3 separate regions of the Mus musculus genome follow, and all the other regions are linked to region 3. The links are chromatin contacts, called in public HiChIP or PLAC-seq and promoter capture Hi-C maps. All regions are on one chromosome and are shown on one strand. The core of a region is the stretch at or near the end of the contact, and the rest is flanking DNA. Distances in the headings are between cores, read along the strand shown.

Region 1 (3,516 bases), core at 317-2,816, 370 kb before region 3:
GAGTATGTGCTCTGGTTACATTTTGCCCTGGCTCCTCCATCTATCTTCACTTCTCTGCTTCCTCTCTGCTAAGAAGTAAAGAAAGGACTCCAGCATATGTTCTACAACTACAAGGTTCTACCCATGCACTTGGGAGCCATCCTCACCATGAACTGGACCTCTGAAACTGAGCCAAAATAAATCCTTCACTCATTTATTCTTTTCTTTCTTCTTGCTAGGCATGGCGGTGCACACCTTTGATTACCACTCTCATGAGGCAAAAGCAGGCTGATCTATGTGAGTTTGAGACCAGCCTGGACTACATATTAAGTACCAGGATAGCAAGGGCTACATAGTCAATGTGGTGGTTTGAATATGCATGGCCCATGGGAAATGGCACTATTAGGAGGTGTGGCCTCACTGGAGGAAGTGTGTCACTGTGTAGGCGGGCTTTGAGGGCTCCCAGGGTTCAGTGTAGAAGAGAGACCTTCCTCCTGGCTGCCTGCAAAAGACAGTCTCCTGACTGCCTCTGGATCAAGATGTAGCCTTCTCCACCACCGTGTCTGCCTGCATGCTGCCATGCTTTCCCGCCATGATGATAATGGACTGAACCTGTGAAACTGTAAGTCAGTCCCAATTAAATGTTGTCGTTTATAAGAGTTGCCTTGGACATGGTGTCTGCTCACAGCAATAAAACCCTAAGACAGTCAGATTCTGTCTCAAACAGGGGAAAAAAAATGAACAACAACAACAAAAACCTTCCTTTCATTCTTCTTTTGTTGTTGACAATTTTAGACAAGGTCTCCTGGAGCCCAGTCTAAGTCATAATCCTGCTTTTACATCCACTGTACTGAGATTGCAGGTGTGTCAACCATGCCCAAGCCCAGGTTCAACATCCTTCCTACCGGAAATGGGTTGATCGACTTTAATCTGAGTCACATTCCCAAATTATGGGTTACAAGATGATCTGTGTTTGGAAATCCTAGCTTTGTGGGTGATATAGTTGAATGGTCTTATCATAAAAACCCCAGATTACTTACATGAAAAATCAGAGTCTTGAGAAGCGAGATGGCTCAGTGGTTCAAAGCACTTGCTGCTCATACAAGCACCCAAGATCAGTTTCCAGTAACCACATTGGGTTGCTTACAACAGCCTGGAAAAACAGCCCCAGGGGGTTCTGATACTTTCTTCTGGCCTCTCCAGGTACCGGGTAGAATACACATGTATACACATAAATCAAAATCAAAATAGCTAACATTTTAAAAAAGAAAATAAAACTCTCAAGGAAAACTTGGAGCATCAACCAGTTGAGACAAGCTAGACAGACCTCTGCTTCCTCCTCCTCTGGCGGACCCTCCCTCTTTGTTTCCTTTGTCTGGTTCTCCTGTTTGCCTTCTCTCTCCTCCTCTTCTTCCTCCTCCCCCTCTTCTGCCTCCCTCCCCCTCCTCTTCCCCTCTCCTTTTGGAACAGTCTTTCTGAGTACCCCAGGCTTACATGGAACTCACAATCCATCTGCTTCCACCTCCCACATGCTGAGCTCACAGGCAGGCCCGCAGGCATGCACATCTAGTTAGGGGGTTCTTAACTTCCTTCCGAGTGGATGAGCTTTTATACCCAACAGCCTTTTAGGACAGAGGCACCACCATCCCACTTGTGGAGAAAGCTGAACATGTGGTCTGCAGTCGTTGTCGTCCACCCCCCCCCCCCAGCTCTGCCTGCTTATTGGCCCTCCCAGGGAGTACAGACTGACCACTCCTGGAGAGATGGATGCCCACTTGGCTGAGGCAGCCACGGATGACAGCTCCCCAGTGTGGTTAATGGTGACCCTCTGACCTTCTCGCCTTTGATTTCCTTAATGCAATCGTTCTGGTTCCTTGCTGCCTGACAAAAGGTCAGCTCTTGTTTATCCTCTAATAAATGTGGTAGGAAAGAGAGGGAAAGAGGGAGGGAGGGAGGGAAGGAGGGAGTGAGAGGGAGGGAGGGAGGGAGGGAGGGAGGGAGGGAGGGAGAGAGAGAGAGAGAGAGAGAGAGAGAGAGAGAACACAAAAACCAACAGAAAATCTCACTGCTGTCACCAGATAATCCAGGGCAAACTGGCTCCTTTTTGGTTTCATCTTTGAACGTCTAAATTTGTGCCACACTTGACTGTGTTGTCACTGGCTGTCATGAGCAGCATCTAGCCCTTTTGTGGAGTAAGTGCTTCTCAAAAAAGACCAGGCTTTTTTTTTTTCTGAACAGGCTGTATTTTTGGCTGCAGTCTTGAACTGCTGGGAATGCAATTGCTTTTTAATTGGAACCAGCAACCAAGGTTGGCTTGGATTCAAAGCCAGGCCTCCCAGCATCGGCAGGGGCTACCATAGTCTAGGGACAGGGGAGTGGAATGGCCAGAGTGACCCACCTTCAGGCTGGGACTCCCAGGGGAGGATCTGTTCACACCTAAGGACCTGATAGCTTGGGATTAGAATTTTTATTCCCTGACCTAGAAAAAGAAGTGCTTGCCATTCCCAGGGACTGGCAAACCAAGAGCATGCTGCACAGCTAGGCAGAAGGTCTCCCCCAACCCAGCTGACATCTACATGGGTGGGATGAAGAAGCTCAGGGGAAAGGGAACAAAGGAATCTCAGAGGAAAATTATCCTGGTTTTCCGTCAATGTTACAGCCCAAATGTCCTTTCCTTCCCAAAGGAAACGGTTGCAGGGATGCATGTTCTCACTGTCTGTCACAGTGGGGGTAATGAATGTTCTGGAAGGAATAGATCACTTCAGGTTCTCATTGTGCCAAGTAATTATGTCAAATTAAATGTATTAATACAACAGTACCTTTCATTTAGCCAGTACGCTAAAGAGCCCATGCTTTAGCTGAACATCTACACAATGGCTTGCTATACCACACTCTCATCTCTGTGAATTCCTTTGATTCAAAATGAAAAAAAATTAATTTGAATAAATGTATGAAGGGCATGATGCTGAAGGCCAGGTCAGCCATTCATACTAAGAAGTAAAAAAAAGAAAAAGAAAGAAAAAGCAAAATGAACACACAAACACACATGTGCATACACACACGCATACACACACACACACACACGCACATGCACACATATGCAGACACACACGCAGACTATGAAGAGGTCAGCCCAGAGCATCAACAGATTATTTTTATATGCACTTAACTTCAGAAGGGTAACTCCAGTTAAATTCATTGTTTCACCAACTTGCCCCTGGTTGGAAATACTTGTTTCTGTTGTTCATGTCTGCACCCTGTCTAGGGCGGACAGACATTTCTTCACATCTCCTCAGAACAGGTCTTTGGCTTGATTACTTCCACAGAAAGGTGGGGTAAACAATTAAAAGCCAAGATGTGGCTGGATATGGGTGTGCTGGTGTGTGTGGTGGTTTGAATGTGAAACGTCTCCTTTAGGCTCACATGTTCGAAACACTCGGTCGCCAGTTGGCGGTGCTGTTTAAGAAAGCTATGGAACTTTTAGGAAGTAGAGCTCTGTTGGAGGAAGTATGTCACTGGAGGTGGGCTTTTGAGGGT
Region 2 (3,718 bases), core at 1,196-3,695, 280 kb before region 3:
GGTGCGGGGGTGGGGTGCGGGAGAAGTGGGGGGTGCGGGGGTGGGGTGCGGGAGAAGTGGGGGGTGCGGGGAGGGTGCGGGGTGCAATGACCAGAGTCAAGCTTGGCTTATAGAGGAAGGATGTGGATTGGAAACCACTCTGCGGTCTTCCAGAAGGTGGACCCAGGAGTCCTCTTCCAGCAGGCAAAGGTCAAGGGCAAAAGATCTTGCTCACACTTTGTTGCTAGCGGAGCGTTGGTTGTGATGCTTTTCCTGGACCACTCAGAGAACTCACAAATGCAAGCATTGTGTGGCGTTCCTGGCAGGGATCCGAGTCTACATGCTGTACGCATCGGGTACAGGTTACACTAATTATCCCCACTGACAATGTAGTCTATAAATTGTCTGAGGCTGGCAATGTTAGTGGCTTATGCAAAATTCCAGTGCATTGTGGCTGCACGCCTGCGCCCTGCCAGAACGGTTGGGTTGCCTCACTGCAGGTAAGAGAGAGAGATGAGAGAGAAAGAATACCATGCTGCTTGATCAAACGGTAGTTACGTGAGCTTTGGAGATGAAAAAATAATGCTTCACCGTCTTCCTGTCTCCAGACCCTCCAGATGCGTGTACTGCTGCTCAAAGAGTTGCCATGGAGACTTCACAAAGCATCCCACTGTTCTGCGGGTCACCCTTACAGGTAGAGTCGGCCCAGCGTAGATTTCAAAGAAAATATCAACAGACGCTCTTAGCATCAAATGTCACTGTGTCCTCAAAGATAGCTTAACTCGGAGCGTCTGCATTTTTTACAGGCCCATTGCATCTCAGGGTGAGCGGGGACCTTAAATGTCACCTGTTTCAATACTATTCTTCTCTCTGATGTAGTCATCTCACTCCGTCTAGAACATCTGTCTCTGGGGGTTTCTGATTCTGCCCAATAATTCTTCCTATGTTGCTTCTCAGATATACCACAGGGCTCCCTCCAGCTCAGCATCTGCAAGATCCTGCCACACACCAATGCTGTTCATCTTGGCCCTGAAGAATGTTCACCTGTGTCCTATGCAGGATACTCCTCTCTTACACTCAAATCTCACGACCTTAACATTTTAATTCCTGGCTTAGAAATCCAAATTCCATTGGCCCCAAACCTTCACTTTCTCTAAATTTTGCCTTTTCTTTGTTTTATAGCCCTCTCCTCCCCTGCTCTCCTTCCCTTCCTGACTGAGCTCAGAACTTCACACATGCCAGGCAAGTGCTCTACCACACAGCTACACCTCCAACATAGCCTTTTTGATATTGCAAAATAAATATACAGACAAAAAAAAAATAAGTAAGAGCCAGACTTGATGGCATATGCCTGTAACCTCATTACTTGTGTTATAGAGGCTATCCTAGGTTACATAAAGAGACCATGTCTTGACTAAAACACACTGCTAAATGCAAGACCAAAGCCAGGTAAGGCTGGGATGGCTTACTTGGTAAGCATGATGACTTAAATTCAGATGCCTTGGACTCATGATGCCAAAAGTCCAGATGTGGTGGTGTGTGTGCTCTTGTAATCCTGCCACTGGGGAGGTAGGGGCCAGGAAGATCCCTGGGACTTGTGGCAGTGAACCTCACATAATAAACAAGTTCTAGATTCAATGAGAGACCCTATCTCAAAATATTAGGTGGAGGGTTAAGGAAGACATCCAGTGTCAACCTCTGACCTCCACATGCATGTATGTATACACACACATATGTGGTACATACACACATATACAACATATACAACATATGGTGCATACACACATATACAACATATACACTTATGGTACATACATATATATCCTCCCCACACATATACATGCATATGGGGTCCAACACACATATACAACACACACATATATGGTGCATACACACATATACAACATAAGCACATAAGTGGTGTATACTCACATGTACAACACATATGTGGTGCATACACATATATAATACATACACATATGTGGCACATATACACATATATACACATACATACATATACACAACACACACTCATATGAGGACTCATATGAGGTTCATAAACACATACATAACACATACACACATATACAATGCACACACATATATGGTACATACACATATATACAGCATACACACACATTGGTATATACACAGCACATGAACACACGCACACAAACACACTTTTCAAATAGATTCATGCTGAATTTTCCACTTCCTAAATTGCCCTTTCTGGAGAATGATGGTACAGTGTGGATGTTCTTCTACCCCCCCCCCCCCCGATGTTCAGCCATCTGTAGAATGAATACAGAGAGCACTTGGCCTCCTCCAGCTGCCTCTTGTTGTGGGACCCATGGGATGGTGTGCCTGTCCCCCTGAACCTGTCCTTCAGAATCAGAAATTGCAATGGGTGCGGGCTGCAGTAACAGACGCTCCCACCCTTGGCAGGCTGTCTGCTGCCTGTGCTCTAGAAAAACAGCATAGTTCCCAATGGGCCACAGTGACTCATCCTGTAGCTCAGTTATTATGGGCTACATTGTATCATCTGAAAATGTGCATGTTGAGACCTTGGTCCCTTGCCCCTTGGAGAGGAAGTATATTTAGAGGAGGGGTCTATGAAGATGGGAATTAATGAGAGTGAGGTCATTAAAGCAGATCCTATTTGTTACATTGGGATGGAAACTGTCCCCCAGGGTCTTAATCCCCAATGAAATGATGCCAGAAGCAGGCTTTGGGAAATGACTGATTGGACCATGAACTCTCTGAGGTTACAAATGATTCATCCATCCACAGGTTTGTAATTTGATTGGCTACTGCAAAGGTGGTGAACACATGGGAGGTGGGACAAGCTGAAGGTGTGTGTGGGGTCCTTAGGGTATGTTCTTGGGGGGGCGGTTGTCCCTTACTCTCTGCCACCTGTTTTTTTCTGTCTCTCTCATTTCATCTCTTTTGTCTTTTTTTCCTTTCTCCTCCTTTCCCAACCTCTCTCTCCTCCCCAGAAAAATGATGCTCCTCCTCCTATGATGATAATTCAGATTCACCAGAGGCCTGAAGCAATCTATCCAGATGACCACACACTAAAATCTCCAAAGCTGTAACATAAAATACAGAAGGATGACTAATAAACTAACCAAATATAACTAGTGCTCTTGAACAAAGAGGAGGTTAGGACCAACATGCATGTGTGTGTGTGTGTGTGTGTGTGTGCATACACAGGCACACATACAGGCACATACATGCAGGCACACACATGTATGTATTATACACATGCACACATGCAGGCATACACATACACATGCATAACATGCAAATACACATGCATATACAGGCATGCATATACACAGGCACTGCACATATACAGGCATGCATACGCACACACAGAAATGATGAAAACGATATAAAATACAAAAAAAAAAAACCAATCCAGCAATAGCAAGTGATGAAAAGAGATGACAGAAGAAACCAACACCCTCATAACTTGATCTTGAATTTCTAGCCTCCAGAGTCAAGAAGAAATAGATGCATTATTTAGAACACCCAACTGGGGCCTTGGATACCAGCATACATTAGTGCATGAAGGAAGACAGGGTTACAGGAACAGAACATAAGCATAATAATTTGGTCATGAAAACCTCCTGATTGCAAAGGTAGTCATAACGAAGCAGTCATAACAACGGTTTGAAATCCCCAGAGACACACTTCCTCCAAGAAGGCCACACCCTAATCCATCTAATCCTTTCAA
Region 3 (3,536 bases), core at 520-3,019:
CATTTAGAATAGTTTAGGTGAGACAAGTTCTGGAAAAAGCTACAAACCTGAATGCCAAGCCTCCTTGTTTGGCTTAACTTTGTGAACAAACCCCTGCTTCCCAGACCCACTAAGAACTTGACCCTCGATTGCCACGAGGTTCGGGAGTAGACTGGTTGTTAATAGACCACCTTGCACCCAGGCAGTGGGGAGGAAAGAGTCTGCATTCTTAGTGATGCAATCAACCTAAAGGAATAATGTATTTACTCGAGCCCTCACTTTGCAAGCCATGACACCCACTTCCCTACCAGCTCCTCCATCAAACACCATGAACTGACAGCTATTTCCTTTCTAGAGGTTCCCAGTCTGCAGTATGTTCTAAGCTGGAGTCACGAGCAGAGACCAAGAGTCGACTGTAGTGGCAGGTTTCTAGAGGAAGACCAAACTTCCAGCTGCAGTATATCATGAAAAAGAATCCGGTGGTGGTTTCTACAATAGTCCCAGGCACAGGGCAGGGATGGAAGAGAGAGATCGGGCTGGTTCAGATGTCAGCTTAGGATACAGAGAGCCAGGGAGATCACCCTGTGCCCTGCTTGCACCACGACCCACAGGCGGCAGGGCACGTCCTTACCATTAAGCTGCCTGTAGACGATGTCCTCCAGCAGCGACAAGCGCTTCAGGACCGCATCCTGGATGGGGCTGGCGCTGTGCGCGCTGAGGTTGGCCACCTCTGCGCGAGGCCGGATCTCGTGGAAGGCGTCTCCGCTGCGCACCGCGATAGGCCGACACTTAGCCAAAAAGATCACGAAGCCGGCCACCGCGATCAAGTTCAACACCAACAACACTTTGACTCTCCTCAGTGAAGCCATCAAACAACACGGCCGGTCCTTTCCCTGGACCCACGCCTCTACCAGCCTCACCTGCGAGGCGCAGGGCAGCCTGAGACGGAGTAGACCCCACACACCGAACAATGGCCGAGGGAGGGGGCAAAGGGCTGGGGGTCCCAGCTGCTGTTGACCACAAAACGCCGATTCTCTGGCGCCAGTAACCACTGGAAGGACGCGGCTGATCTCTCACATGGAAGCCCCTGGCTTGCAAAAGTGTCTCTGAAATGCCTGCTCCGTCCACAGCACGCAGTCCCTTCTACAAGACAGCAAAAGATAAAGGTCCCAGGGTCTCTCCCTGTAGAACAGCAAACAGGTTGCCTTTAGACTTTGGACCTCCTCCGCAGACGTAGACCTTCAGGAACAATCCTTTGGTAGTCGGAATGCTCTGGGGATGTGGCGGGAGTGGCGCGCAGGTGCCGGGCTCCAGCTCTGCGCCCGCCGGCGGAAGAGCGCGCCACTCCTGGAGTTGCGCGGCCGACACTCTCGCCCGCAGGCGGCCGTCGCAGGGCGAAAATAGAGTTCTTCAGCAAAGGACCCGCTCCTCAGGGCGGGTGTCTTTGTTCAGCTCACCGGCTCTCTCCATCACTCTGAGAAGAGGAAAACCCCGCGCCCCGTGCCTGCATCCTCCAGGCTCCGCAGTCACGCTCAAATCTCAATGACTCTCTCAAAGTGGAGGGGGGGACAGCAGGAAAGGGGCGGGAGCAGGGACCCAGCGCGACGTCCTCTCCGCCCCCACCCCGCCCGCAAAACTCACCAGTGCGCACAGCGCCACGGGTTCCCGGACACGTTCCAAGTCCCTACACGAGCCTCCGGGGCCTGCCGGACACACTGGCTTGTCTCGGGAGGTGGCGCGTTGCGAGGCTGGCCGGAAGGAGGAGTCGGACCTCCAAAGTCACACCAGTTGTCTACACGCCTTTCTAAATGTCGCGGGGGAGGGATGCGCGCTGGCGCCCCCGCAGCCTGTCACCACGGCCCGTGCAGCTCGTCCCAAGCCCCCAAGGGAACCAAGATCCGAGTGTCCCGATCACCGGATGCAATGACACCGCGGCTGCGGCACTAAGAGTACACACGGTCCCCTAGAGGGAATGGTGGGATAGATTGGAGCAGCTGGGAGCCAAGAGGGGATGCTCAGGTGGCGACGGAAGGCGGGGCGCGGTCCCGAGGGGAGCGGCTGCGGCGCCGACTCCTCCTTCGCGGTCCCTTGGTCACCCTCTTCCCTGAGAGCCAGTCGCCAACGCCGCTGCCACCCGCAGGCTGCGGAGCGCACAGCTAGGGGAAGCTGGCCCACTCTTGCGCGCGCACCCGGAAAGGGTGGGGGTGTCTGGAGAGAGCGGGGAGCGCGCCGGACCAAGAGCAGTCATGTCCTGTTGGCTGCTAAGGGCTGTGAGGGACCCTTGGGGTTCTCAGCGCTCTCTAAGCAGCCGGGTTTGTTCCATCCCGGCAGACGAGGAAGACATCCCTTTCTCTTGGCTTAGCTGCTCTGCTTAGCTTGGCCCGGAATGGCTAGAGGGAAAATCTGGCCTGGAGACTCGGATTCCGCTACTTTCAGAGCAAGGCCCTGTGTCCTTCTTGCTTGAGCCCTGGGAGAGTTCTGACCATCTTAGTTGGTGCTTCTGTGCTTGCCCCTACTCTGTAAACTCTTATTTTGGTGCCATGCACTTGGATTTATGGCCCTGATGGGTCTCCACAACCTACTTCTTTTCCTGAGACCCAGGAGTTCCAAAGACTGGAATCCAAACCTGCCCTCTAATTTTTTTTTTTTTTTAATTGCTTAGGCCAGAGAAAGAAACCAGACTGCCAGCAGATAAGAATCAGCTGAGTGAATTCAGGGACTCCCACTTCATTCTTCCCATCCGATTAAAGTTTGTTGCTGTTGTTCATTGGTTAGTTTTGTTTGGTTGACTTAGATTTAAGCTTTTGGTTGGAGCATGGAAGGGGGGCGGTTCAGGGGGCATGTTCGGGTTTGGGGGTTTGGAGATGGGATGTAGTTAAGCTGTTGAGCTGAAGTTGAGTGCTTGCCTAGACCTCAACTGGATATTCCCACCCCACCCCCCACCTCCAGCTCTTCACAGCCAGGCTTGCTGGTGGCAAGCCTATAATCCCAGCACTTGGAAGGTAGAGGCAGGAAGATCAGAGACTCACAAGCATCCTTGTCTATAAAGTAAGTTCCAGGTTAGATTGGTTGGGTTTCTTTTAAAAGGGAACGAAGTGTTTTCTTGTTTGCTTTTGTTTGTTTGGACCTTGATGGAGATTTTAGTGTTCCTTTGTTTATGCCATCTCAGTTAGCCTAGGCTAGTTAGCCCCTAACTGATGATTCCTGATCTCTTAACTTCACCTCCCAAATACTAGGATTGCAGTCCTAGCCACCAAGCCTGGCCCTCATTTCAATAAAGGTATTGTTGTTTGGGGGCTTGGGGGGGGGGGAGGGAGTTCGTTTTCCTTTGTTGTCCTTGGTGTTTTACACAATTAACAGCAAGCACCTTTACAGTTTTTCACTAAAAAAAAAAAAAAAAAAAAAGGACATGGAGAGCCAGGCTTGGTGGTGTGGGTGTCAAGTCTGCTACTCAGAGGTCTGAGTGACACAGGAAAAGTCCCCAGAATTCCAAACATCATACAGTCACAAAAACTACCTGCAGCTGTCAAAACCACGCCCCTGCTAGAACACGAGAC

Evidence for each region. Promoter capture Hi-C pulls out the DNA fragments that hold promoters and counts their contacts. HiChIP or PLAC-seq counts read pairs in DNA pulled down with a chosen protein or histone mark.
Region 1: a contact with region 3 is called in an H3K4me3 HiChIP or PLAC-seq map of embryonic forebrain, with 6 times the contacts expected there. The contact joins the enhancer-like site here to the promoter of Galnt17 in region 3. A contact is called at or near these places in 3 of 39 promoter capture datasets (embryonic stem cells, hippocampal neurons and second pharyngeal arch cranial neural crest), 3 of 484 Hi-C or Micro-C datasets (all in uterus), 7 of 115 datasets of contacts at active chromatin or transcription factors (VIP interneurons, embryonic forebrain, embryonic midbrain and 4 more) and 3 of 9 other capture datasets (adipose tissue, embryonic stem cells and liver).
Region 2: a promoter capture Hi-C map of hippocampal neurons shows a contact between it and region 3, with 4 times the contacts expected there. The contact joins the enhancer-like site here to the promoter of Galnt17 in region 3. A contact is called at or near these places in 5 of 39 promoter capture datasets (embryonic stem cells, hippocampal neurons and stem cell-derived epiblast-like cells), 11 of 484 Hi-C or Micro-C datasets (cerebellar granule neurons, cerebellum, cerebral cortex and 5 more), 11 of 115 datasets of contacts at active chromatin or transcription factors (VIP interneurons, embryonic basal ganglia, embryonic forebrain and 7 more) and 4 of 9 other capture datasets (adipose tissue, embryonic stem cells, liver and 1 more).

The regions. Positions count from the first base shown.
Region 1 is chr5:130,936,860-130,940,375 of GRCm38.p6, forward strand. The region is part of intron 6 of Galnt17 (polypeptide N-acetylgalactosaminyltransferase 17); the gene reads right to left. Among named protein-coding and RNA genes, the nearest start is that of Gm40337, 83 kb to the left of the region's middle. Within about 2 kb of position 1,567, at least 62 of the 459 cell types and tissues checked have an H3K27ac peak or open chromatin away from gene starts, as enhancers often do. A contact at or near this core is called in VIP interneurons, embryonic forebrain, forebrain and 2 more, where this site is marked.
Region 2 is chr5:131,022,271-131,025,988 of GRCm38.p6, forward strand. All of the region lies in intron 5 of Galnt17 (polypeptide N-acetylgalactosaminyltransferase 17), which reads right to left. Among named protein-coding and RNA genes, the nearest start is that of Gm40338, 61 kb to the right of the region's middle. Within about 2 kb of position 2,446, at least 16 of the 459 cell types and tissues checked have an H3K27ac peak or open chromatin away from gene starts, as enhancers often do. A contact at or near this core is called in VIP interneurons, hippocampal neurons and olfactory sensory neurons, where this site is marked.
Region 3 is chr5:131,305,753-131,309,288 of GRCm38.p6, forward strand. It overlaps Galnt17 (polypeptide N-acetylgalactosaminyltransferase 17), which reads right to left and starts at 1,770. Exons shown (of 11, transcript NM_145218.3): 1 at 611-1,770. The coding sequence starts at 848.